Linked DNA regions of Mus musculus: all the other regions are linked to region 3. A link is a contact called in public Hi-C and HiChIP or PLAC-seq data. All regions are on one chromosome and are shown on one strand. Each heading gives the region's core, a stretch centred on a gene start, on an enhancer-like site or on the middle of the called end of the contact. The rest is flanking DNA. Distances are from core to core; before and after follow the strand shown.

What was found. A called contact is a pair of places that touch in the nucleus more often than the background predicts. HiChIP or PLAC-seq counts read pairs in DNA pulled down with a chosen protein or histone mark.
Region 1: a contact with region 3 is called in an H3K4me3 HiChIP or PLAC-seq map of bone marrow-derived macrophages, with 2.6 times the contacts expected there. The contact joins the promoter of Arfip1 here to the enhancer-like site in region 3. A contact is called at or near these places in 10 of 39 promoter capture datasets (the C10 cell line, embryonic stem cells, hematopoietic stem and progenitor cells and 5 more), 8 of 115 datasets of contacts at active chromatin or transcription factors (the SCID.adh cell line, bone marrow-derived macrophages, embryonic stem cells and 3 more) and 3 of 9 other capture datasets (adipose tissue, liver and macrophages).
Region 2: a contact with region 3 is called in a Hi-C map of bone marrow-derived macrophages, with 13 read pairs. The contact joins two enhancer-like sites. A contact is called at or near these places in 3 of 484 Hi-C or Micro-C datasets (the G1E-ER4 cell line, bone marrow-derived macrophages and embryonic stem cells) and 1 of 115 datasets of contacts at active chromatin or transcription factors (embryonic stem cells).
Region 4: a contact with region 3 is called in a Hi-C map of bone marrow-derived macrophages, with 22 read pairs. The contact joins two enhancer-like sites. A contact is called at or near these places in 2 of 15 datasets of contacts at CTCF or cohesin (the NIH/3T3 cell line and stem cell-derived epiblast-like cells), 57 of 484 Hi-C or Micro-C datasets (B cells, the Ba/F3 cell line, the C2C12 cell line and 34 more) and 2 of 115 datasets of contacts at active chromatin or transcription factors (astrocytes and bone marrow-derived dendritic cells).

What each region holds. Positions count from the first base shown.
Region 1 is chr3:84,581,202-84,583,901 of GRCm38.p6, forward strand. It overlaps Arfip1 (ADP-ribosylation factor interacting protein 1), which reads right to left and starts at 1,424. Exons shown (of 9, transcript NM_001081093.2): 1 at 1,213-1,424. It overlaps Gm35410 (predicted gene, 35410), which reads left to right and starts at 1,214. Exons shown (of 1, transcript NR_164319.1): 1 at 1,214-2,700.
Region 2 is chr3:84,545,836-84,548,535 of GRCm38.p6, forward strand. It overlaps Arfip1 (ADP-ribosylation factor interacting protein 1), which reads right to left. Exons shown (of 9, transcript NM_001081093.2): 2 at 2,099-2,200. The coding sequence starts at 2,191. Among named protein-coding and RNA genes, the nearest start is that of Gm35410, 35 kb to the right of the region's middle. Within about 2 kb of position 1,321, at least 33 of the 459 cell types and tissues checked have an H3K27ac peak or open chromatin away from gene starts, as enhancers often do. A contact at or near this core is called in bone marrow-derived macrophages, where this site is marked.
Region 3 is chr3:84,917,213-84,919,912 of GRCm38.p6, forward strand. The region is part of intron 4 of Fbxw7 (F-box and WD-40 domain protein 7); the gene reads left to right. Among named protein-coding and RNA genes, the nearest start is that of Gm40080, 40 kb to the left of the region's middle. Within about 2 kb of position 1,264, at least 7 of the 459 cell types and tissues checked have an H3K27ac peak or open chromatin away from gene starts, as enhancers often do. A contact at or near this core is called in bone marrow-derived macrophages, where this site is marked.
Region 4 is chr3:84,613,847-84,616,546 of GRCm38.p6, forward strand. Gm46836 (a long non-coding RNA gene) reads left to right here. Exons shown (of 3, transcript XR_001784062.1): 2 at 129-238; 3 at 2,040-2,324. Among named protein-coding and RNA genes, the nearest start is that of Gm46836, 11 kb to the left of the region's middle. Within about 2 kb of position 1,410, at least 34 of the 459 cell types and tissues checked have an H3K27ac peak or open chromatin away from gene starts, as enhancers often do. A contact at or near this core is called in bone marrow-derived macrophages, where this site is marked.

The DNA.
Region 1 (2,700 bases), core at 174-2,673, 340 kb before region 3:
ATTAAAGCAAGCATAATCCAAGAAAAGTAACATCTTGTCAAGCAGGAAACAAAATAGCTCAGGCAAAGCCTTTTATTCAGAAAATCATAGTGGAAATATGCTGTTTTCCTATATACTGTTAAACTTTGGAGTTAGAAGGAAGCGTTGGTCACGGTGAACAAGAAAAACAAAAACGAAAATTAAAAGCAAATAAAAATAGAACAAATACAAGAAAAGTGTACATTGCTGCAACGCTTGCTCTGAAAGAGCAGCAATGAAATACAAGCCATTCCTGCAGCCTCCAGAGAACTGACCAACCGCCATCAATCTGGTGCACCTTTCTTTAGCAATCAAGTTAATCAAATGGCAAGTGTGAACACACCTTCGCAGTTGTGAAAGCAACACGTTGATGAAAAGCCCTGCGATTTTTTCATTCGTCCTCCGCCCCCCTGATCAGATAAGAACCAAGAAAGGATAGTTCAGGAAAAAATAAAGGAGGGACGCACAGAAATCCTGAAAGGGTGACTTAAAGGATCTGCAGGAAGTGTAAAATATAAACTTTTTGAGATCAGAGGGTTCAAGAGGAAAACAAGAACAAAGCCAAGGAAGCAATAACAGGGGAGAAAGTCTAGAATCTAAGCACTTAACACACACACACACACACACACAGAGAGAGAGAGAGAGAGAGAGAGAGAGAGAGAGAGAGAGAGAGAGAGACGCTTCCTTTCCTAGACACGTAAAGAGTAGTTAACTTGGCAATAAGGAACGCACCAGAAGGCAGGGCCACAATTTCCTCCTCCAAACTCCAGCATTCCTTGGACGCCCTCAGGCTTGGGACATTTCAGGCAGGGCGCCTCCCTCGGCACCGGTGTCAGGCAATCTCTCCAAGAGATTGCTACCTCCCTTCCTCTCACAGCAGGAGAGAGGAAGCAGGACACTCAGGGAAGAGCAGGGGGAAAGGCGGCCCACTCGGACAGAGTCCAGAAAGCCCCAGACCCTGCCAACTCTTCCCACTGCCGAGCGGAGCCGCCCCAGGGGCCAGTGCTGCCCCCCTTCACTCCAGAACACACTCAGACTCAGAGGGACAGGAGGGACCAAGGGGCGGACTTGGCTGCTCCCAGGGATGGAAGTGCCCAGGAGCAAGTTTGATGAGAGTAGCCGCAGGCGACACATCCATCTGTCGGGAAGCACGCCACCCCAACCCCTTCCTTTCCGCCGCGGCTCCGCCCTCACCTGTCTGTCAGCGGGGAAGCCGGCAGCGCTCCGTCGCGGGCTCTCCCGGTCGCAGCCCTCGGGAATCACGTCGGCCAGAGGGAGAAGGGACCGGAAGCGCAACCGGGAGCTTTTCCTTCGTCTCCTCCCCCACGCCTCGGGGGCGGGGAGCAGCTACAGCTGTCACAGGCTCCGGGCAACCAACCGCCGAGGACACTTGCACCCGCGACCTCTCAACCCGGTCTCCGGCGCTTGCACCCTACCCGCGAAGCCGGAAGCGAGCAGACCGGAAGTGCGGGGTCTTAGGCCCCGGACAGCCTCTCTCTAGAAGCCAAGCCCGGGCCCCGCCACGTCTCTATGGTGCGCGCGCGTCTCCCAGGGGGCTGGGTCCTCCCGACTCCGCCCCGGGCCGCGGCCCTGTGAACTACATCCGGGAATCCGCACGGACCGTTGCCGGGGTAACCGGGTTGCAGCGTAGAGGAACAGTCCATAGTTTGCGAAGTGCAGCCCTCCAGCCAGACATCCTCTACCCTTTTCCCACACGCGTACTCCGTGTCTGGAGGGTGGAGGTGGCCGTAGCTCACCACCGCGGAGCCGAAAGTTTGTCAACCACCGGAGAGAAGAACGGGATGCGGAAGGGATGGAGCGAAGATGAGTGTACCGGCGCTGGCAGCACGGAAGCCCGGCCCTCGCTTTCTTAGGTTTCTCGCTAGCTCTCCGCGATCACCGCACTCTTACCAGTCTGTGCACCAAGACCGGCAACCGTGAACGTGCGGTGGTAGCTCTGTTTCTGTGCTTGCTCTCTGACAGTGGGCTCATAGTACTTTTCTTCGCTGCTCCTCTTTTGCCGGCAACCGAACTCTGCCTTCTTGCTCATCCCCTCTTAAGTAGATCGCTGACGCCCCGTCCACAGAAACAGTTCAACTGTCCCTTCTCCCAGAGCTCTTCTTGGTCGTTTCCTACCAGACTTTGGGGGTACCTGCGAGAATCTTCCCTATTCCCAGCGGTGTTAGATAATGAGTTTAAATATCCTTGTACTGTGTCTTCCTCAGTCTGGTTAATAGTAACACTACATACATTTACATAATGCACTACACATATTTCAAACCTAAATAACGGTATTGTCTTAGATTGCTAGCACATCAACTCAAACAAAACATCAACAAAAACAGTGCTGACATGCCCAAACATAAATCTTGTATAAAGGGCTTTTCTGTTCTGAAATTGAGCTATAAAGGGAGTGGTGGGTGGGTACCAATTCTCTCAAACTGTAATTATTCTGCAATGTATTGTGAATTTTCCTACTCAAAACCATCCTCTTGAGTTGAAACCCATTAGTCTTCTCCATTATTAGAAAGGGGCCCCTGTCTAGTGTAACTCTTGCTCTCGTTCTGTAAGAACTGAATAAGACTTGTAGCTAAGTGCAAGTGTCATCATGTACAGGGCTTCTGAAGGGTGACTTGGAAAACATGTCTTGCAATGCCCGGTTGTGTATGAATGGTGTGGACA
Region 2 (2,700 bases), core at 71-2,570, 370 kb before region 3:
CTGTTCTAATAGATATTTATTAAGTAATTGGTTAATGACAGTAACTTGAGTTTCCTTATCATGCAGGCTTATCTTAGAGGTAAGAGATTTAACTGTGTGCTCAGAATCCAAGTCTTCCTTCAGTTACACTATTTTGGACTACACATGCTCAGAAGCCCAATTAAAGTAATTGTCAAGTAAAATAAATAACTAGTGTAACTGTGGTCTGTCCTGGGTGAAATTCATGCTGCCATTTATGCTGTAATGTTAAAGTGAGGCTTCTAAGAGACATGAATGGCTTTCTCATGAAACTGAATGAATTCTCTCAACACGTTATTACAAACTATTTAGCTCTTCGGTCTTCTCTCCCTTCCAAGCTTCTTTTCTTTATAAATTATTCATTCTCAAGTATTCTGTCCTGGCAGTAGAAAAAAACTAAGATAAATCTCAGGCTTGAAGACTATCACAAAGAGCTATCTAAAATAGTAGTTCCCAACCAGAAGTGCATTTCCCCACCCTTACAGGCACTGAGCAATATACAAAGGTGAGGCTGCCAGTAGAAAAGAAAGGTGGTGCCCCTGGTACCTACAAAGATGGCTCACAGACCACAACTGAGAATGAGCTGGCACCGACTCAGAGTCCTGAGCTAAAATATCACAGAAAGGTTGCATTCTTAAATAGGAAGCAGAAGCATAACAGAATTATAAGATAATTTAAAAACTTTTCAACCACTAGTTTTTCAAGTAAACACACACACACACACACACACACACACACACACACAGAGAGAGAGAGAGAGAGAGAGAGAGAGAGAGAGAGAGAGAGAGAGAGATGTTGGTGTGTACATTTAATCCCAGAATTCAGGAGGCAGAAGCAAGCATATCTCTGTGAGCTCCAGGCCAGCCAGGGCTACACAGTGAGACCCTGTCTAAGCAAGCACGCAAGCAAACAACCTAATAAAACAAAAACTTTTTAAGACCACAGAGCCATATTTTTCCTTAAAGTTGTACATTTGTATCAAATGTCATTAGAAGAATGTTTAATCTCAGAAATCAAAAGTATCACCATCATTTCTGACTTTATAAGGCTCATTACTCATCTTACTTACTATTAATATCCTAATAAAAGAAAATATTTCTATATAGAAACACTATCAAGGTTTCACTGTTAGAAATGACACAGCTGAAATCTGAACCCAGATTATTTCCAATCTCATAGTGTTTCATTAGAATGCATTAAACTGAATTCAGAGGCAGAGCAAAATTAATTGCACTAGGTCAGGGCTGTAGCTCAGTGGTAGAGACTACGCTTACCACTCACAAGGTCTCAGCCTCAATCCCAGCACAAATGCACACAAAAACTGCACCTCCAGCCTCAGTTTCCTTCTGAGTCGACTGTCCACCTTCAGGATGTTAACTGCTCTGCTGGACCTAATGAGACACGCCCCGCATGGGCTCACGTGTCTGAACCCTGGTCCCAGTGGATGGCACTGCTTGAGGAGGTTAGGGAGCCTGTATGAGGCAGAGCCTGGGGATGGGCTTTAGAGTTTACAGCCTCACCATACTTCCTGTTCTAAATTTACACTTCCTGTGTGTGGGCAGAAATTTGATCTGCCAGCTTCCGGCTCCGACCTCTGGGCCAGGACTCCCCACCCACAATGGACTAACATTCTAGAGCCATAGCCGAAATAATCTCTCACTTCCACGAGCCCTTTCTGGTCATGGTACTTTATCACAGCAACTCAAAATAGCAAAACAACAGCAAAATCAAAACCAGCCTCTTAGGAATTAAGTACCTTTTAAAACCAGTGAGATGCTGCTGCTACATTTTAAAAGAATGTACTAATATTTATAAATAATATTTTAAAGGGTAAAATACACTTTTTTCTTATCAAAGTAAAATAAAAACTATATAAAATTATATGCCAAAACTGCAAGATACATTGTCATTCTGGTTACTGACATAAATGTTTAGGGTTTTTCATAGGTTGTCTATTAGTGAGCTAAGCAGCAAAGCTTAACCTTGACAAACCAGAGCCACAGCCTATCCAATAATCCTCAAATTATTGGCAAAAGTGTGCCACGATTCTCTACATTAACCGAAAGTAAAGTATTCTTACCCTATTGTAGCCATGCTCATGAGCATCGTCAACTTCTCCATTACTAGTTACTGGGATTTCTGCTGCAGAGTTTTTGGGAGATTCTTGAGCCATGGCAGACACCTACATTTAAAATAAATAAATAAATAAATAAATAAATAAATAAATAAATAAATAAATAAATGTTTTTTAAAGAGAAGAGAAAAAGCCATACTAATGCCAAACTATAAAAGGCATATTTTAAAAACTTAGTCACATACACTTACTATCTACCAATCTAATATTTGTATAACTTGATACATTATCTATATATTATTTTCATATATATTCTACATGATGACAATACAGTAAGATAAATGTACCTGGCTGCTTTCTTTGTATTCAATCTAGATTCCTTGATTTAAAGAAAAGTTACAGATGACAAATACCAGGAGCATCTTCCTTGCCTCTTAGAATTATGATAGATACCACTCATAATATAAGAAATACTTCAGAAAGCCATGTTTGGTGTATAATTTATACAAAGAGGGTCTACTTGTCTTATTTAATGGACTTCAAAATAAGCTTCTGTCTACAGGAAAAAATTTTCTTACTATAACAAAAATTTTAAATATGTAAATCAG
Region 3 (2,700 bases), core at 14-2,513:
ATTGAAACTGTTCTGACTTCTACCTAAATGATTATGGCATTTAACTTGGAGTTGAACTGTAGGTTATTTAAGTTTAGTTAGTACTAACCATGAAGTACTCATTTTGTAATTAACTGCTTAATGCTGAAACTAGAAAGAGTTGGAACTTAAAATATTAATAAACTGGGGGCCACTTGGGAATGCTGAGAAGAGATGAAAACCTCGGTTGTCTTCTTGCTATGCTATGGTGCTGTGGACTCAGTGACTGCAGTAACTGGAAGGAGGATCCATTCGATACTCCTGCAGGTTCTGTCCCTGCTGCGTGCGTGCTGCGTGCGTGCTGCGTGCGTGCTGGAGAGAATGCCCACATGTTCACACTCACTTTCTTTCTTTTTACCTGTCTACTACTGTGTGGTCAGTGGAGTATTCACGAAGCAAAGTTGAAAGTATGATGACAGAAAATTTAAAAGTGAGCTAATTTTTTAAATCTTACATTAAAGTAACTCAGGTGAAATCCAAGCCATACATTTTCTATAGTTTTATATTTTATTTTGAAAATAGCCAAAGTCTTGCTAAATTGGTTCATTTTTAGTAGTTATCAAAGTGGGAAAGTGTTACCAAATAATCTCCACCCTCAGAATAGCAACTAATCTTTCCATCTTGGATCACCTTTTGCCCTTTTCACCGTGGTTAAAAATTGAAATTAACACTCTTTGGAAAGACTACATAGATGCCATATGGTAGTGAGGACTGTGTAGGTGCCATTTCACAGTGAAGGCTTTGTAGGCACTGTATCACAGGGAAGCTGTATACTCGGAGCCCTTTATTTGTATGTATACTTTGTCATCCCCCGGCACATTGAACACTCAGCCTGTACAAGTCAGAGTGCAGCCTGAGGTGAAGCCGTGGGTCTGAGTCAGCGGAGGCTGGTTAGTCGCCTTCCCATCATGCAGTCTTAGGCTTTACCCAGATTGCTCTTCTACCTGAGCTGCCCTGAGCTTTATTCTATGACTGCAGATCACTTGGAAACAGCACAGCAGTGTGAAAAGCAAGCTCCACTTTTTTTTTTTTTTTTTTAATGACAGCCTAAATGGATGTTCCTTTAAACAGAAATGTCTGCCCATTTTTTTTAAGTGAAGAGAATGTAGCGTACACCCTTCAGAGTAAGCAATATTAGCGTCCTACTGCAAAAAGGAATCTTTTCTTAAAGACAGGGATACTATAGTGATCATCTTTGAAAATGTATATGCTGTAGGATGTTGTAATATCTATGGTCTCCTTCCTGCTTCCTTTTTCTTACGTAGAGGCTAGAGATAAATAGCTGGTGTCTTAATTACTCTCCATCTCAGGCCTCTCACTGTACCCGAGGCTTGCTAGTCTGGCTAGCCAGCAAGCTTTGGGGACCCTTTCTTCTCCATTTGGGCACTAGCATTGTAGATGCTTGAGCCCACTGAGCATGCAAGTGTAAGCATGGGAGTTGGGTGTTGAACTCAAGGTCCCCATGTTTACATAGCAAGCATTTACCCTTATGTCTCTATCTCCACAGCCTCTCACTCACTTCCTCTTAACTCTCAAGATCTTCCTACACAAGCACATTTGGGATTAAAGAAGTTGAGTTAATTTATCTTTTTTGATAGCTAATTAGTGTTTTATTTATTGAAGAAATGAAAACTCAGACATCTGCTATAAAATTAATGTTGAAATTTATGAGACTGTCAGTTTATCTAGGAATGAAAGTCTAAATTATTTTCTATAGTTTGATTGTATGTTTAAAGTATTTTATTTAGAGTAAATATTTTTTGTACTTAATTTTTTTTTATTTTTATTTTAAAGGTGTGTACGCACATATCCTTCCCTGCAGGGTCCCCAGAAGCACAGAGTAGTGTGATTTCCTGGCCTGCAAACGATTTGTAAGACTTTTGCAGGAGAAATAGCTGAAAGGTTGATGAGTGAGTTGTGCTAAAACTTGCTTATAAAAGTAAAGGGCAGACTTTAATTGTTTATTTTGAATACTGTGGAAGATGAAGTTGTTGGAGGCTCTTTGTCGTCACATGGGGATGGAATTCTTGCATGATTGAAATACCTGTAATTACAATGACATTTTTGCCATAGTTGACTTAAAGGTATAGCTATATTAATCACCAGCTGAATTCTTGGTGAGCAGCTGTGTAAGGCCAGTTTAACAGCTGGGGTATCCCGGCATAAGCATGAGAGTTAAACTTAGTCACGAAGTAAAATTTGTTACAGACACAGAGGACTCTATCCTGGGCACTGCTGAGACACTTAGAAAACGTAATCTGAAAGTTGGACTTTAGTTTATAATCGCAAATCTTTCTTTAAATGTCTGATAAAAGAATGAGAAGTTTGTTTTGAAGTAAATAGTTCATAGACACAAATATTGGATTAAAATTCAAAGCTTACATTAGAAAAATTAAATCTATCATCTATCCACTTTGTATGTTATTGCCTAGGTCATTATGGTGGATAGGAAAAGAAAATAAAAATATATGATTTTTTGTAGTGTTAATTTTTTGAATTTCATCTTTTGGTCAATTTTTAAAACTTTTCATTACATCTATACCTTCTTTCCAGTTAAAATATTTTCATTGTATACAACTCAACTACACTACCTAACACATTGCCACGATTGCCTGTTTTGAAAGAGTATCCATGCTGGGCAGTGGTGGCGCACCCCTTTAATCCCAGCACTTGGGAGGCAGA
Region 4 (2,700 bases), core at 160-2,659, 300 kb before region 3:
CAGGGCTACACAGAGAAATTCTGTATTGAGAAAACAAAACAAAAACAAAAACTTCTGATTTTTGGAATCATCAAACACCTTGTGCCTTTAATTCTTGTCTTGTCTTGGCTTTTTTTTTTTTTTTCCAGATGTGAAGATGCTGTCAGCTGGAGAAGCTGTTTGTTTTTCACTCTTGGCATTAAGAACCCATGCTGAGCAGGCTCTGGTATCCACCACTGTGCCACATCCCCCGTCTCTAGTAAGGATTTCTAAAAATTGCAGTGCATGCCCAGGGGCTCCTTCTCTGAATGGTCCATTGATTTGATAAATAATGACCACATCTGAATGAGCACATAGAGGCTGTGATCCAGACACTCAGACTGCCACTTTTCTGGAACCAAGTTACATTTTTAGCCTTTGCTAATTTAATGAGCTATGCATATTCTAGAGCTGGGTGTTTGTGTGTTTGCCTGAATGTATATGCACTTTGTGTATGCAATGCCCAAGAGCAGAAAAGGGAGCTAGATCCAGTGGTCCTGGAGCTACATACATAGCTGTGGATGTGGTGCTGGGAACTGAATCCTAGCCCCCTGCAAGATGACCAAGTGCACCTAACTGCTAAACCATCTCTCTAGCACCAGCATACTTATCATACTTTTTTGTTTGTTTGTTTGTTTGTTTGTTTGTTTTCAAGACAGGGTTTCTCTGTGTAGAGCTGGATGTCCTGGAATTTACTCTATATACCAGGCTGACCTTGAACTCACAGAGATCCACCTGCCCCTGCCTCCAGAGGGCTGGGATTAATGACTTGTGGCATCACCACCCAGCCAGCATACTTGCTTTTTGTTGTTGTTGTTGTTTTTGTTTGTTTGTTTGTTTGTTTGTTTTTGGCTGTAGCACTAAGATTAGAAATGCAAACTTGGCATTCAAGAAGCTTGGGTTCCAGTTGTATTTTCCTTCCTCCTCAGCTGCAGTCAACCTGGATAATTAACTGATTGCTACTTTTGGCCTCTTTATACAATTGAGATAATAACTGTTGTTACCTTTGGGATAAATAGGCCAGTAGTAAGCTGGCTTGGTATGGAACAAGTGCTCAGAATTAGTTTGTCAGGCTGAGGGAACCTCTCAGACTTTCAAATGGGTCCATTCTAGTTAGCTATAATTGACAACTTAACACAGGCTGGAGTCATCTGAGAAAGGACTCTCAAGGGAGCAATTACCTAGATTAGATAGGCCGGTGGTCATGTCTGGGAGTAGGGGGTTGTCTTGGTTGTTAATTGATGTAGAAGGGCCAAACCCACTATGGGCAGCACCATTCCCTAGGCCAGTGCTGCCAGGCTGAATAAGAAAGTTAATTATGCATGAGCCTGTTAGTGAGCTGAGCATTCCTGTGGTTTCTGCATCAGGTTCCTGTAAGAGTTTTTGCCCTGACTTCCCTAAATGATGAACCTGTGTGTTGAAATAAGTAGTTTCTTCCCCTAAGTTGCTTTTGGGCAGAGAGTTTTATCACAGCCACAGAAAGGAAGCAGAACATGGCGCCTCTTAGATTTATCACTCAGAGAAACTTGTTATTTTAGTATTTTATCAACCTTCTAGTCTGTAGTTTTTTTCTTGTCCTCCTCCTCTACAAACTATTCTCTTGGGAAGGTATGCCTCCCTCCTTGTTTATGCTGGCTGCCCTTCTCAGAGTTCATCTCCATTACATCTTCCTGGCAGGGAAGCGACCTGGAATTGTTTGAGTGTGAGCTTCCCAAAGGCAAGGTGACTGAATAATGCATTAAGGCACCTGGCAATGCATATTGGCTCTAGCTTTGCAGTGACTCCGGTGAAGGGAATTTTCCTTTGTAGGCTGAGCATCAGTTAGAGACCTCTCCCTAACACTAGGGGTCACTGTTAAAGCAGTATTTCAAAAGCAGGCAGCTTTCCCCAGCAATATAAATTTCAAGAAAGTCCTTCAGTGCACAGATATTCTTTGTGGAGTTTGAGGGCAGCAGCTGAGGTTTTTGTCGAGCTCCTAAATTGGAATTCACTTCTAATCTCTTCTTGTTTCTCGCCTCTAGAAAACAATTCCATTTTCCCGGAGGCAGCGAGGCATCTATCTGAGAGGATTCGGAGTCCAAAAGCTTGCTCTGGCCTGAGCTGCTGACTGCAGACCCACCTCTCCAACTGTGAACCCCCAACACCAAACCCTGCTGTGTTCCTGACCCGTTAATCCTTTCCTAGGGAACCCGCTATTCTGAACATGTTAAATCAGAACCCTCTGCCCTCCACGTTCATACCTCAAACCCCCTGCTTTTCACCTTCTTCCTGGAGATGACCTGAAACACCAAGGCCTGTTAGTTTTACTCCCTAGTATTTTCTGAGTCTGTCTTCTTCCAGAAAGTTGAATGATAGTACTCACTTCATAGGACTGTGGAGATGAGACCACAGACTACAGACCCCTGCCTTCTCCTGCTCACCTGTATCTCTTAGCCTCACAACCTTCTTTTAAAATCGCCTTTTGATTGTTCTAATGCCCATCTCACCCCTACTGTCTCTAACCTTAACCCTTCCTTGAGTTTTATCAGTTTTGAGTTATGCATCAACGATCCTCCCAGTGCCTCAGCCTCCCCTCCAGTGTTCCTGTCTTCACCCTGACCTCAGTCTCTTACTCCTGTAGTCATAGCTAGGGCAGTCTAAAGGAACTTCCTGAGTGAGGCAAATGTCTTTAGCCATTTAGGA